2 separate regions of the Sus scrofa genome follow, and region 2 is linked to region 1. A link is a contact called in public targeted proximity ligation data. All regions are on one chromosome and are shown on one strand. The core of a region is the stretch at or near the end of the contact, and the rest is flanking DNA. Distances in the headings are between cores, read along the strand shown.

Evidence for each region.
Region 2: a contact with region 1 is called in a targeted proximity ligation map of skeletal muscle. A contact is called at or near these places in 2 of 47 Hi-C or Micro-C datasets (both in embryonic fibroblasts) and 2 of 2 datasets of targeted methods (alveolar macrophages and skeletal muscle).

The regions. Positions count from the first base shown.
Region 1 is chr3:97,322,835-97,330,555 of Sscrofa11.1, reverse strand. No RefSeq gene overlaps it. Among named protein-coding and RNA genes, the nearest start is that of ZFP36L2, 130 kb to the right of the region's middle.
Region 2 is chr3:97,517,613-97,525,333 of Sscrofa11.1, reverse strand. The region is part of intron 2 of LOC106509843 (a long non-coding RNA gene); the gene reads left to right. Among named protein-coding and RNA genes, the nearest start is that of TRNAI-UAU, 46 kb to the left of the region's middle.

The DNA.
Region 1 (7,721 bases), core at 2,801-5,300:
ATTGAGAAATCAAGTGGTTTCCCTGAAGTCACACATCTGGTAATCACCAGAGCCACGATTTGAACCCAGGCGGTCCGACTCCAGAGCCCGGCCCTGCTAACCCCTGCCTGTTAACTCCCCTCTCCCCCAGCATCCAGTCCAGCTCATCCCTTCACAAGAGGCTGTGGAGTGTGAGGGTCAAGGGCACAGGCTGAGGAGTTAGGCTGCCTGGTTCATGTCCCAGCTCCCTCTCTCCCTGGGTGGTCCTAGGGCATGTTACCCAGTCCCCCTGTACCTCACTCCCCTCACCCCTGTCATCTGGATGGGGATCAGACTGGGTAAGGCAGTCCCTCCTGCCTGTCAGAGCTCTCACGTCCAGCATCTCTCTGAAGGCTGTCTTTGGTTCTGGCCCACACTTGGGCTGTTCTGTCGGGCCGAGAGCAGATCAATGGTAGGACACAAGGCAAATGTTTGTAGGGCCTACTGCAAAGAGGGCCGTGGGACCCAGAGCTGAGTAAGAGAATCGGCCCTCTGGGTGTCACAGACCCCTCTCCAGCACAGTGGCTAGCATGCACAAAGCCCTGTGCCAGGGATGCCGAAGCTCGCTGCCTGTGCCCTTCCGGCCCACACAGAGCTCCCAACTCTCCTCTGCCCCAGCACCCCCACCATCTGCAGAACTGCACGCTGGAGTGTATCCATCGAATACTTGTCCAAAGATCCCACCTTGAATGTAGTTTCCCCAGCTAGGCTGTGAGCAGCCCAAGAACAAGGGCTCTATTTTCCCTGTCCTCCATCTCCCTGATGGCCCAGAAAGAAGCCCATGCAGACACCAGGTCCTCCAAACCCACTTGAAATGGACAGCCTTGGGTCGGAGGCTTAGAGAGTACAACTCTGGAGTTGCTGGTTAAATATTTCGTCTTATTCGAGGTGGAAAAGGGAACAGTGGCCAGTGGGGTGGACGTGGACTTGGATGCAAATGACTGTGCTCTGATGTGCAGATGTGAAGATGGCCGTATGGGAAGGAGTACCCCGACCTCAGAAGCCTGGTCCTGGAGTTCCTGTCGTGGCGCAGTGGTTAACGAATCCAACTAGGAACCATGAGGTCGTGGGTTTGGTCCCTGCCTTGCTCAGTGAGTTAAAGATCCTGTGTTGCCGTGAGCTGTGGTGTAGGTTGCAGACGCAGCTCGGATCCCACGTTGCTGTGGCTCTGGCGTAGGCCAGGGGCTACCACTCCGATTCAACCCCTAGCCTGGGAACCTCCATATGCCACGGGAGCGGCCCAAAGAAATAGCAAAATGACAAAAAAAAAAAAAAAAAAAAAAAGAAGCCTGGTCCTGCAGGCTCTGACCCTGCATGAAGCAGGGACCAGCCCAGGAGAAACACTGGCAGGGTGGCCAGAGCTGGGGATGCCTGGGTTCTGGGCCACAGCTCTAGGGGAGTACAGAAAGCTGGATCAGGAAGGAAAAGACCACCCCTGGGGTCATTGTCAGGGTTTCAAACTTGGTCCCAGCTCTGCTGTGACCACCAGCCGGAGCCGCTGGCTGCCTGCCACGCCAAGACTGCTCACTGTGCACCCACCAGCCTGTACCCCCAGTGCAGGCCTTGGTAACCAGAGGAGCTGGGTGCCCCCAACACTGATGAACACTCTTTTATCGCAATCAAAGAAGCCAAGGCTCAGAGAGGGGAGTGGCCCCGACCCACACAGCAGGTCAGGCAGAACCAGATCGGAACCCAGGTCTCCAGATTTTGGGAGGGGGCACCATGACACCCTGAACAGATGGGGGCTCCACATGGCAACCCAATCCCAGAGGGCCTGTCAGGTAAGTCACAGCAAGGGGGCTGACTGGGGAGGGAGTGAGGACAGGGCCAGAGAGGTGGTATGAAGAGAGCCAGGTGTCTGGGAATCTTCAGGGGGTTTGCAAGGCCTCCTGAACCCGGGTTCCCACAGCAGCAGGTGGGCACCCAGCAGGCCAGGCCGAACAGGGCTGGCACCAACTCCAGCGGGGTTGGAGGTGCCAGATCTCACCCGCCAGCCGGCCTGCCAGCTGGGGAAGCTTAATTAGAATTCCTCAGCCCTCCAACCCATTTCCTCCCTGGTGAACAGGATAGCTAATGGCCCCTGCTGCCTGCTGCCGGGGTGAGGTGGCTGGGCTGGCAGCTTCAAGCCGGGCTGGGGGGTGGGGGGATATAACAAGCTTAGGAAGGACACCTCTCCACTGCCTGGGGGTAGGGGGCAGCCCCCAGCATGACCCTAAATTTCCCCAAGTCGGAGACCATCTGCCTGGCTGTCTGTCTATCCATCCCCCAAGAGCCCAGGGGGCTGGTGAGTGCGGACAGATAGACACAGGCTGTGGGAAGCTTCGGTGATTAATGGGTGATGAAAACCAGACTCCATCAGGATGGGGGCGGGAACCGAGAGGCGGGGAGAGGCCGTTTCATACTTGGCTCAGCGTTGAGCCCACAGCCCCGGGGAGGAGGGCGGAGGTGCCTGGCCCCGGCCTTGACACCCCAGCCCGGCAGCAGAGCCAGCCTACCTGGTACCTCCTTCAGCCTCTGCCCGGGAAGACAGGCCCACGGTGAACCAGCTTTGCTCCCAACACCCAGGGACTTGCAGGGGCCCTGAAATACCCCTCCCTCCCAGAATATCCTGAGGTCTCCCACTTCTTGGAGGAGAAGGCCAGAGACCCTCCCCACCTCCAGCCCTCATCTTCCTCCTGGCCCTGGGGCTGATGTCCCCGGGCCCAGACCCTGGGGCTCTTTTTGCCTCCCACCCCCTTCAAAAACACGTGACAACCCCGTCCTCCGTCTTCAGGACCCGCTCAGCTCAGCCCTCGCCGTGGAAACTTTGAAAAGTTGAAATGGAGCTGATTTCCCCCCAGATTCCTTGACAGCAAAACCTCCAGCCTAAGAGGATTAGAGCAAACCTCCAAACACGCAGTTGAGAGAAATCAAGCAGGAGGGGACCTCACTCACACAACCACGTCACATGGTCCCCACCAGACAGATCCCCAGAAGGACCTCGAAACCCCCCACCTGCCAGAAATACACCCCTCCCAGCCCCCACCCCACCATGATCGCCACGACCCCCACCCTCCTCCCTCACCCCTGCCCACCCCACTCCTACTCACCCCCATTCCTACCCCCACCCCTCTTACCCCCACCCCTCTACCCCACCCCCTCCGGCCTGCCTGCCCCAAGCCTTGGATGCCACCATTCAGTCCCCAGGGGGCAGTTCTGCCCTCCCTCCCCAACACTCAGCTGTGAGAGGTTTTCAGAGGCTTCCCAGCGTGTCCACCCCCAGGGCCCTGGGATGGAACCAGCCTGGGCCTGAAAGGAGGAAATGGGACACAGAGAGAGGAAGAGGCTTTGAGAAGGTGGAGCGCAAAGGTAACCTGCTAACTGAAGAGTTTTGCTGCTGGCCGGCCAGGCCCGCCTGTCACCAGAATGAAAATTCTTGTCAGGCTGTCAAAAATACACACATTTCCAAGGTAGCTGTTGTGCAGGGGCAAGGCGGGGGATAAGGAAAACAGTATTTATTCCTTCCTTCTTACCCACCAGGCTTATGTCCTACGGGAAGGAACTGAGGCTGGGGAGGGTGCCCAGCCCCCACTGCCCCCAGAGGGTTAAGTGACAGAGCTGAGATCTCAGGTCCATGGGACACAGAGCCCTCCTATGTTCGGAAGCCCCACCCTGCCAGGGGCTGCGGGGACAGAGCTAGACACCATCTGGGAAGAATCAGAGAAGATTTTGAGAAAAGGCCTCACGTGGGAATGCGAGAAACTTCGTTGGGGCTTTTTCATCAGTAAAGCAGAAACATAACCTTCCTCCTTGCAAACATTTCTGCACTCTCAAGGGTACCTGACTCTGTGTCCAACAAATTAGTCAGGAAGCAAGTATAAAATTTAAAAATCCCCGTTCTAACCCGTCAGAGAATGCTTTTCACGGGGGTGGGGAAGGGTGCTGCTGAAGTTTATAACTCCATGCATCCCAGCTCCTGCCTCCTGCCCTGACAGAGCCCAGACTTGTCATCTGAGAAGCGGGGGGAAGGGCGAGGTCACTGCCCTTCTCTGGTTTCCGCCCAGAGCTCTGCTCTTCTGCAGGGAACACGGGGCTAGGAGAGCTGGCAGCTGACAGTCTACAGAGGGAGCTGCTGGCTGGTTCTTAGAAAGGGGGGTGTAAGATGCAGGCCTCCCCTCTCCTTCCTGAGCAGGAAGACAAGACACCCTCGGCTGAGGCCCAGGGCCTGCCATTCATGTGTGGCGGTTCCGCTGGGCCCAGGTCTGAGCCCCGGCCGGGACCCGTGCATCCAGCCTGCCCTGCCTGCAGAGAAGGAGTCAGCAGAGTCGCCTCAGGACCTTCTCCGAAGAAACAAAAAAGTGGAAACGTATTTGCTCTCGGCTGCTGGATAACCAAGTACCACAAAATTAACACAACCCTGGTTAATTATCTCAGTTCTGTAGGTCAGAAGTCCAGGTGGGCTCAGCTGGATGCTCTGCTGAGGCTTTGCAAGGCCAAAATCGAGGTGTGAGCTGGGTGGGCTGGTGTCCAGACGTGCTAGGAAAGAATCTGCTCCCCAGTTCATTTTGACGTAGCAGAACTTTGCTCCCGCGGCTGTAGGACTAAGATGTTCTCCCGCCAGTTGTCAGCCGCGGGTCCCTCTCAGCGCCTAGAAGCTGCTCTCTCTTAGGCTCCTTCCATGCAGTTCCCTCCACCTTCAAGTCATTAAAGGGACATGGAACCCGCTTCCATACTTCAAATCCATGACTTCCTTTCCAGCCACCAGCCAGAGAAAACTCTCTGCTTTTAAAGGGCTTGTGTGGGAGTTCTCATCATGGCGCAGTGGTTAACGAATCCGACTAGGAATGATGAGGTTGCGGGTTCGATCCCTGGCCTTGCTCAGTGGGTTAACGATCTGGCGTTGCCGTGAGTGTGGTGTAGGTTTGCAGACACAGCTTGGATCCCACGTTGCTGTGGCTCTGGCGAAGGCTGGTGGCCACAGCTCCAAGTGGACCCCTAGCCTGGGAACCTCCATATGCCGAGGGAGCTGCCCAAGAAATGGCAAAAAGATGAAAAAAAATTTCTTTTTAAGTGCTTGTGTGAATAGATTAGGAACACCTACTAGATAGTCCTGCCCCCATTTTATTATTACTATTATTATTGTTGTTGCTTTTTAGGATCGAACCTGTGGCGTATGGAGGTCTTCAAGCTGGGGGTAGAATTGGAGCTGTAGCTGCCAGCCTACACCACAGCCACAGCAACACGAGATCCGAGCCGAGTCTGCGACCTACCCCACAGCTCACGGCAACGGCAGATCCTCGATCCACTGAGTGAGGCCAGGGATTGGACCCGCATCCTCATGGATACTAGTCGGATTCATTTCCGCTGCTTCACAACAGGAACTCCTAACCTCCCTTTTGAGTAACTCAAAGTTGACTGATTCTAAACTGTTACTGGGTTTTTAAAATCCTTTTGCCATCTAATGTAACAGAATCAGAGGCTCAATAGCTCATCATATTTGAGGATTAGGATGAGAAATCTCAGGGGGCCATATTTTGAATTCTGTCTACATCCAGGGTGCAAAAACACGTTGGCATTTTTGTCCAAATGCGGGACGAGACTCTTAGTACAGAACTTCCTTCCCTCTGCCCAGGCGCTCAGAGGAAAGGGTAGCACCGGGCTGCGGGGTTGACTAGGAACCCCTGCTTTTCTCTCGTCCTCCTCGTGGAACAGGTTCTGGGGCTTTTCGTGACCCGAGGGGGATAGTCCTGCTTCAGGACCACTGGGGCTCTGCTCGTGTTAATCACCCTCCCCCTTCCAGAGCCTCAGCCACCCCCACTGCTGGGCTCTGCCCTGCCTTTCATACGCCCTGTGCGCTGCAGCAGCAACCTGATCTCTGGCGGCCCTGTACACGCGCCTCCCCTCTGCCCACCACAGCCTGGGCTCCACAGGCCCTGGCTTCTTTAATCTGCTCCCTCCTCCTTATCCCAGTGGATGCCTTCCAGGCCCTATTTCCCAGCCCTACTGCAAGTACAGAGATGGATTCCATCTTGCACCTTGCGGTGCTGCCAACACCCGGCCCCGTGCCAGGAATGTAGCAGACACTCTGCAAACATTTATTGTTGTTTCATGGCGTTCCCGTCGTGGCGCATCGGAAATGAATCCGACTAGGAACCATGAGGTTGTGGGTTCGATCCCTGGCCTTGCTCAGTGGGTTAAGGATCTGGCATTGCCGTGAGCTGTGGTGTAGGTTGCAGACATGGCTCGGATCTGGCGTGGCTGTGACTGTGGTGTAGGCCAGCAGCTACAGCTCCGATTAGACCCCTAGCCTGGGAACCTCCATATGCCGCGGGTCTGGCCCTAAAAAGACAAGAAACAAAAAAACAAAAACAAAAAAAAATTCATTGTAGTTTCTTTGGTTTCGTATATCTGTGGGGTCCTTTTGCTAAAGTGCTTCTCCCTCTGCCCCAAATCTCAACATATGTCTGCACCCTTCCCTGAAGCCAGTGAGGCCCTTGTCACATTCTGCTTGGCCTGAGGGCAAAGCGAAGGGCTGAGCATGGGGGGTCCCTCAGGATGAAATGCTGCACTAACAGTTCTGTCTCACACCACACACACACACACACACACACACACACACACACACACCCAGAGACTGAGTTCCAGGGGCCCCTGGCTGGGGAGGCAAGAGTCGCCAGCCCCCTGCTCCCACCCCTTGCCCAACGTGGGCCTCAGCTCAGCCATCTCTCTAGGAGTTTACTTGTGCCGGCCTTAATCTTTTTTCATTCCATCTCTGAATTGGGGCCCATGTTCTCATCCCCCAGGGACCCACCCACTTCCTCTTGGGAGTCCAGCCGAGGACAGTGTGGTTTGAAGAACGTTCTAATCCCAGCCCCAAAGCTCTAAGAGAAAAAATGACTAAAAGCCCTGGAATGTGGAGCCTGCTGCTTCCTGCAAAGCATTTTGAATGAAACACGTAACCAACAGCTGCAGCTCAGAGAATGGAAACTCTGAGGGACGTCATGGCTCCAGGTCCTCAAATAGAAGGCTTGTGAGCAGAACAAGCTCTTTATTGCAGCCCAGCCCGGACGCCTTCGGCGCCCACCCCTCCCGGCTCTCCTTCCAGGAACCCGGCCCGCCACGCCAAGCACCTACCCCTGTGGCTCACTTATTCCAAGCACTCTGCAGCCCCCTCAATCCCCCAATTCTCTGTTGGAATGGGGGGTGGTACATCTCCCTTCCCACTCATGAGCCCCCAGGGGCATCTAAGACCCCACAGCAGCTTGCCCAGCAATCCCAAAGCAGGAACCCCCCTGCCTCCAGCTCAGGTCTTAGAAAGCCCCAGAGCCTGTCCCAAGAACAGAAAGTCAGCACACCTCCCAGCACAGCCCCCACCCTGGGATCGGCCCCAGGCCAAGCCTGGCAGGGGAGCCGGCTGATACCAAGCTCTAGAGGAGGGTGATCGAGGCTGCTCTCAGGATGGACTGGGGCTGGGGACGGGGGAGTTTGGGGAGCAGGGAAGGATAGACAGCCCCCCGGGAGCAAAAGACCTAAGAGTCAGGAAATTCCTAAAGATCACTCCTGAACGAAGGGAAGACATTGGTCAACTTCTTTATTAAGACGTAGCAGACATGGGGGACATACACGTGCATTGATCTTAAATGGTATGCTTGATGAATTTGATATATGCATACCTCCCCGGATCAAAAGAGAGAACATTTCAAATACTCCAGAAGTTTCCCTGG
Region 2 (7,721 bases), core at 2,159-4,658, 200 kb before region 1:
CTCCCTCCCTGGGGAGGGCAAAAAGCTACTTCCAAAGGCAAACAGGATCAATGTCATGCTGGGGAGCCTGGAACCAGCAAGACCTTGTTTAATTCTGAAGGAATGCGTGCGAGTTCCCGCCCAGCAGAGCAGACTGTGGCCTGACTAGAGCACCGGCTGCAATGGCTGCCTTTGGAGGAAGGAGCTTGGCTGGCCAGGAACACACCTTCTAGGGACAGACAGTCAAAGTTGTGTGGCCAGAGTGGGTGGGGTGACAGCAGCCTGCAGTGCTTCGGGGTGGGGTGGGGCAGGAGGAGTAGCACATGGTGCAGAGAGGAGACAGAGAAGAGGGGTCCTGGGGGACTGTGGTCATGAGGGTGGGCTTCTGGGGTGGGGAAGGGCAAGGCCTTCATGAAGTACTGAGACTGGTCCAGGGAGAGTTCAGGATGAGAGAAAAGGGAGCTAGAGCGCCTGTTCATGGAGCGGGCTTTGAACGCCAGCCAGAGTTCCTCCTTAGGCAGTGGGGAGCTATTGAAGATTCTGGAGGGAGGAGTGACCTGCTGAAAGACTGGCCAGATGATCAGGCCACATGGTCGGTGGGGATGGAGGCAGTGAGAGCAGAAAAGAGCGGAGGCAGGGGGTGTTTAGGGTGAAGAAGCCTGGGGCTGGGATTCAGGTCAAAGGTGGTAGAACTGAATCCTCATCACCTTTTGTGACTCTTGGACACTCTTCAGGTCTTCTTTCTGTGTTTGGATCCCTCTGACCCAAGAACACTGTGTCAGCCTGGGACAGCTCCTCCCTCACAGGCCAACGGAACCAAATGGGCCTTGGAGACAGAAGCTGGGCCCTGACCCAAGCCGGGCCCCGCCGCTCCTTCACCACCCTGCCCACTGTGGCTCTGACCCCTGTAAGAGGCCTCTGGGTGTCTCAGCCCTTTGCACCAAAAAGTGATGTCTGTTGTTTCGGGCAGGTATCAGCCCAGGGGGCAGAGGCAGGAGACCAAGGGAGCCCTCAAGCATGAGCACGGCCAGTCGAGGCGAGCATGTGTGTGTCAGCGCAGCCCAGGCTGGGTGTGGACGTGAGTGTGCACTCCATCTAGCCCTTGGAGCGGGTGCGGGACACCGCCCAGCCCAGGTTTGTAGGTATGCAACCCAGCAGGAGTGTGCACACAACCTGGCCTGCATGGGCCAGGGCCTAGCACTTAGTGGGTGCCTATGTTTGTTGAGTGAATAAATGTGAATGTAGGCACAGCACAGATCCTTGGGGCAGACCGACCTCCAGAAACAGCAGCTGAAATTGTCCTACCAGAGGCCCGCATCGACTCAAGTAGGGCTGCCTGGCCTCCTCAGCGGGTGGACACTGGCTCAGCTGTCCATACTGCAGGGCAGGCTTGATGGTACCTGATCAGGCTGGGGCCACGGCTCCACTCTACCCCTTCCTACTGTCCCCCTGCTTCCAGAGACTGGACCTCCAGCCACCTTCAGCCATACTGAGCCCAGTACTTCCTGTACTTATGAGGTAGTGAGAACATCCTGGAAACTGGCCCTGGCCGGGAGGTGGGGAAGCTCCTGTCCTTGAGAAGGTCCTAGAGCTGTGGGGGCAGGAGTCCAGTCTCTCCTCTGGTCTGGCTGAGTAGACACGGGCTTCCCTTCTGGAGACAAAGATGATTTGAGTCTTCAGGAGGCAGAGTCCTGGAGTTCCCATGGTGGCTTGGCGGTAATGAACCCGACTAATATTCACGAGGACGCCGGTTCGATCCCTGGCCTCACTCGGTGGGTTAAGGATCCTGCGTTGCCGTGAGTTGTGGTGTAGGTCACAGATGTGGCTTGGATCCCATGTTGCTGTGGCTGTGGTGTAGGTTGCAGCTGCAGTTCCGATTCGACCCCTAGTCTGGGAATTTCTGTGTGCTGTGGGTGCAGCCCTTAAAAGGGGGGGGGGCAGAGTTATGAGCTGGTTTGAATTTCTCCAAGCTGGGAGAAGTGAACCTCCCTGGCAGGCATGATGACAGGACCCTTGCAGGGGCCGGCAGCCCACTGAACTATATGGGCCAGGCACTGGGCTCCTGTCCTCCTGGGCCCTGGCCTAGCACATGGGCCAGACTGTAGGGGCTCCTAGGGCCCTGGCCTGATGACCTGCCCAGCCTTCTGTCAAGAGGTCTCCAGAGCTGCATGTTCTTTCCTGGAGGCCTCTTGGTGGCCCTAGAGAGATGGAAGTGGCATTGGCTTTAGACATGAGCACTCAGTGTATCACCGGGCCCACAGCCTGAGTTATGTGGGCAGGCCTGAGCAAGCTCGGGGGGGTGCTGCAGGGAGGACAGGCAGGCTGCTAGCCCTGTCTCCTGCTTCTCCTCCTCCCTGTGCCCTTCCTTGGTCTCAATTCTACCCCCCATCTCTCTGGCTTTCCCTCTCCCGCCGTGCATGGAAGCTGGAGTGTCCGGCCCTGGATTGGCCACTTTGCTTTCCCCGATTCTAGCTGCTCTGGGGGCTCTTTTCCTTCATGGGTGCCACCGTGCAGACTGTTTAAGCCTCTGCAAAACTCATCTGGCTGGTTGCAGAGTCTCCTTAAATCCATCCTGAGCCGCGTGTTCCCGTCCTCCTCTCGGCGCTTTGGAGAAGTTCTTTCCTGTTTGTGATCGTCTCAGCTTGATGTAGAGTCAACACAATGCTGGGCTCCATCGCGTTGGAGCCTGAGGCAAAAGGAAAAATCAGTAACAGGGATCCTGTCTTTATTGAAATTTGGTACTTCATCCGTCACAGATATTTTGCATTGGCTTTGGTTTTTAAAAGGATTGCATTAAAACATGATTTGTCTTGCCCACTGAATTTTTTGGTGTCCCTACAGTTTTGCACCTGAAGTGCAAAGAGAAAGGATTCCTTGGCCTGGGCCCTGGAACATCCTAGGATTGGAAGTTGACCAGAATTTTGCCTTTCCAGGAGTGGCTTGTGGAGCAGGGTGGGTGTGGGTGTGTGTGAGAAGGGGGGTGGGAGGGAGAGAAAGACGGACAGATTTTAGAGCTTCTGCTAAGTGTTTCCATGGCGCTGGGGGGCAGGGCCTGGCGGGGGCGCCCAGCGCAGGGTTTGGCGAGCAGGAGAGTGGGTCTTGGCAGTGGAAAGAAAAGCAGGCAGCAGAGTTGGGATGGACATGGAAAAAGGCAGTCGGTGAAACAAAGTGAAAAGAATTCATTTCCACGGAGATGGGTTGGAGGGGGCGAGATGGGAAGATGTAAAAGCGGGGAGGCCTTGAAAGGTGGCGGATGACAGAGGCACGGGCGTCGTTAAACCCTCGGTCACCCAGACCTTCACTGGGGTCCGCTTTAGACGCATTTAACTCGTGCGAGTGATGTCTAATGGGGTAAAGGAAGGGGGTGGACGCCGAGGGTCAAGCCTGTCCGTCTGGAAGTGAGGCCGAGAGCGTGGGGCAGGAGCGCCATCTGCCCCCGCAACCATTCAGTGGAAGCCAGTGCTGAGAGGCGACACAGTGTAGGGCTCTGGGCCGGTTCTCCTGGAATCTCCAAGGGCAGGCACCTTGGCATGTGTGCCAGTCTGTGTCTTGCTTGAGGATTGCCAGCCCCCTGGCTTTCTGCCCACGTTGAGACCTTTGAACATTTTCTTTCTCATTAGCTCCTTTTCCAGGGGTCTGTGGCAGGGGCGGGGAGCCACAGGCTGTGGTCAGGGGCCAGGGCAGCTGGCTGGGGCCTCGGACAGGTGTGTGTGCTCTGCAGCCATTCCTGCCCCCTTGGGATCAGGGTGTGCTGGGCATCAACGCTGCCCACCTCTGCAGTCAACTCCCTCCTTGCAAATGAGCGGAGTCTTTCTTTGGAGAAGGTCCTCGGAACTGGGGGCCACTCGCCAGCTCAGTAGGGTTCATCTGCACTGGTCCTACAACAGCTGAAGCTGGGTTAACAATGGAGAATTGTGGGGGCCTGACTCCCATCCCCGCTTGCTGGGGTCTGTGGCTGTATTCACCCGAGAAAGCAACCCTACCCCTTGCCCCGAGGTCTCCACCCTTTCCCGCCTTCCTGCTCAGCAGACCTGGAGGGAGAAGCCCCTTTCTCCCTCCACCCTGTACCCATCCGCTTGTTGGGATTCGGCCACAAGGGCCTGTCTCTTGTAGGATGCGCATTTCTGCTAATTGTAGGAAATATGGAAGATTGGGAAAGCATGAAATAGAACATCTCAGTGGCTTAAGCCTGGCCCTTGGAGATGGACACTTTTGCCCACTTGGAAGGCCCACCATGTCTGAGTTCCCACTGGTTACAGGTGCCCTTTACCTGTTATAGCAATTTCCTGTCCTTGTCACATTTGATCTTCTTGCACAGCCTCATGAAAGGCCATCAGCAGTCATGGTTTTCTCCTTTTCATAGCTGGGAAGCTGAGGCAGGCAGGTGAGACTTGTCCCCATGTGTGCCCCACCTTGTCCCCCCAGGCCTCCTGAGCCCGCGGTCCCACTGGCTTCTCAAGCCCTCTCACAAGTCTGAGCCAGGGGCCATGAGCCCCTCTGCAAGGTGGGCACCCTTTCCAGCCCCCTGCCCACACCGCTCTTCCCGCGGGGCTGGCTCTGAGCCTTGCCCTCCGCCCTGGGGGACCATGGAGTAAACGTTCAGGCGGGAGGGGAGGGGGAAACAGGGGAAGGGGGCAGATTTCAACGGCGTGCCCCTTGGAAACCACATCAAATGGTGCAGCTAGGAATTAATAAATAAATTTGGGAGACAAGTCAATTACCCTCCCTCTGTGCCCCTGTCCCTGGGGGCAAACAGCGGCATGTGGTTCTCAGCCTGAGCACGCCTTCCTGGGGGCAGGCCCAGCCAGCGCTGCAGCTGGCTTCTGTCAGATTAGCCGGGCGAGATGTGACAGGCCTCTGTCCTCTGGGGAAATGGCTCCCTTCCTGGGAGGCGGCAAGGACATTCCCAGGTTACTCTGTTCCTGCCCTCTCCCTGCGCCCCTCCCTGTCTCACTGCCTCACGGGCATCCAAATGCCCCTCACCTCCCCAAACACAGTCTCCTGCTCAGTGAGTTGTAGCCCCAAGTCCCACCAGGCTCGCTGTCAGAAGGTGCCCGTGAAATGCCTTTACTGAGCAGGCTGCCGTCTTAGCCTCTTCCAGACACATTAGCACCATGGTTATTATTTTAAAAACCGAACTAACTACTTGTTGGCTTTAGAAAGCATTTATTTGCTCAGCAAATATTTTAAAATGCTGCTTGTGGCAGAGCTTTTGCTGTGTTGTGTAGATACAGAGAAAAGAGATATACCCTTACCCGCTAGAAGCTAATAGTCCAGTGGGGAAGATTGCAGACAATGACCCTACAGGCAATTTTGGGAGGAAAAGTGGGAGTTCCTTGGTAGGTGATGCTCAGGCTGCATCCTGAGAGGTGAGTTGTTATTGAGGCTAGGTTAAGGGGAATGCTGTTCCAGGTGCAGGGAATAGCATTTGCAAAGTCTCAGGCAGGAGAGGGCCTTGAGCTGCTCAGGGTGTGAGCAGAGCAGGCGCGAGAGGAAAGGAAGAGGCTGGCTTGTGTTCAGCCTTGTGAGACACACACACACACACACACACACACACACACACACACACACACACATATCTGTTAATAGGGTTGCATGGGAGAGGGGTGGCATATAAACTTTAAAAGTGATTGGATTACAGCTTCTTATCAACTTTCTATGTGTTGAGTGAATGGGGTATTGTTTTCTTTTTTCTTTCTATTTAGAAACAACAACACAGCTGCATATAACCCACCAGGCTACAAAGAGAAAACAGCGGTTTTCTAAATATAAGAGCAGTATCATGGAAAAATGAGTTCCCCCTCTGACATTTGTTGCCACTAAATTTTCTATGGTTGCATTAAGTAGGCATGTTCTTTATATCAACGGTTCTCAAGTTACAGTATTCATGTGGTGTTTGGGATCTGTCCTGGAGATTCTGATTCAGTGGGGCCCAAGCAGTCTGCATTTTTAAGAGCTTCTGTGGTAAATCAGATGCAACATGCACATTCCTAGAACCTGAAATTAACTATTGCGCCTTGGGGAATTTGCTTGCAATTCAGAAGGCTGCCACCAGATGGCAGTGGTGCTTTGTGGTGGATCTAAGCACAGAGGCGTTCCCCACCATGGTTGGTTGGGACATAGTTCTTTATTATAAGAATGTATAGCCCTTAATTTTAAATTTGAATTTCAAACCTTAGAGCTGAACTTTCCAATATGGTGGCCACTGGACATGTGTGGCTTTTTGAGCATCTGCAATGTGGTTTAGCCTGAACTGAGAGGTGCCGAAGGTATAATAAATACACTGAATTCAAATATTAATAAAAAAAGGAATGTAAAATGTCTAGTTGGAATTCCCATTGTGGCTCAGCAGGTTAAGAACCTGACAAAGTGTCCGTGAGGTTTGTGGATGTGGGTTTGATCCCTGGCCTTGCTCAGTGGATTAAGGATCTGGCATTGTCACTGCTGGGGCTTGAGTCGCTGCTGTGGCTCAGGGTCCATCCTTGACCCAGCATATTATGCATGCTGGGGCGTGGCCAAAAAAATTTTGTTTAAATCATGATTCCATATTGAACTTACAATATTTTGGGTTAAATAAAATTTTATTATTAAAATTAATCCCGTTATTTCTTCTTACTTTTAAAGAGATACTAGAAAGTGTAAAATTACATCTGTGGCATACATTCTATTTCAGTTGGACAGCAGTGCATTAGAAACCACTTAAGTCAATTTCTTCATTTTGAAAATGAGGGCGTTAAGGCCCAAAGTTTGATGGAAAAGTTCCAGATCCGAAGTCAAAAGACCTCCACCTACATTCTAGACTAAATACTCACTGCACGCCCTTGGGCAAATCGTGTACCTTCACTTAGCCTCCGTTTCATCATCTGTAAAAAAGGCATAATTATAATAGCTCTACTCACTTAAAAGAGTTATTCAAAAGACCTATGAGATAATGGGGCTGAAGGAGCTTGTGTAAACTCTAAGCATCACAAAGAGATCAAATTACTATTGTTGTGGTTACTGAGAACCACTAAAAGCCAGGTCCTATAGTCTCACATTTCATGAAAGCACTCCTGGCATGAAGGTCCCTGGATTGGCACTTCCAGACTCTTAGGAGTTTACAACTGAGTTAGTTACTGCATACACTTAGGCAATGTAAAATGACAAAAGAATAGTGACTCAAGTAAGTAATGGAAAATGTCACAAGGCACATATCGTTAATAGTGAGAGATTCCTCCCTCCCTCCCTCGTTCTTTCTTTTTTCTTCCTTCCTTCCTTTCATTCTCTCATTGATTTTTTGGCTGTGCCTACAGCATATGGATGTTCCTGGGCCAGGGATCGAACCCAAGCCACAGCAGTGAAAACACTGGACGCTTAACCACTAGGCCACCCGGGAACTCCCTCTTTTCCTTTTTAGGAATTTGCATTTATTGAGCTGGGACAGTACCAAAAATGAATACCATTTTGTCTCTGTTTGCAAAGAGGTATATCCTCTTAGAGGGCAGAAAGAAGGCACAAATTAGACACCAACCTCAGAACCTCTCAGGAAAATGCTGGTATTAGGAATGAGTGACAGGGGCTGCCAGCTCCTGCAGTTCCTGACCAACTCTTCCCTCTCCTCGTCTTCCTGACTTTATTGCATCTGGACTCTGCAGGGTTGGCAGTTGGCCTAGCTAAAATACTGCATTTTTCAGCCTCCGTAAAGCTAGGGGGAGCCACATAATGCAGTGCTGGGCAATGAGATAGAAGCAGAAGTTGGATTG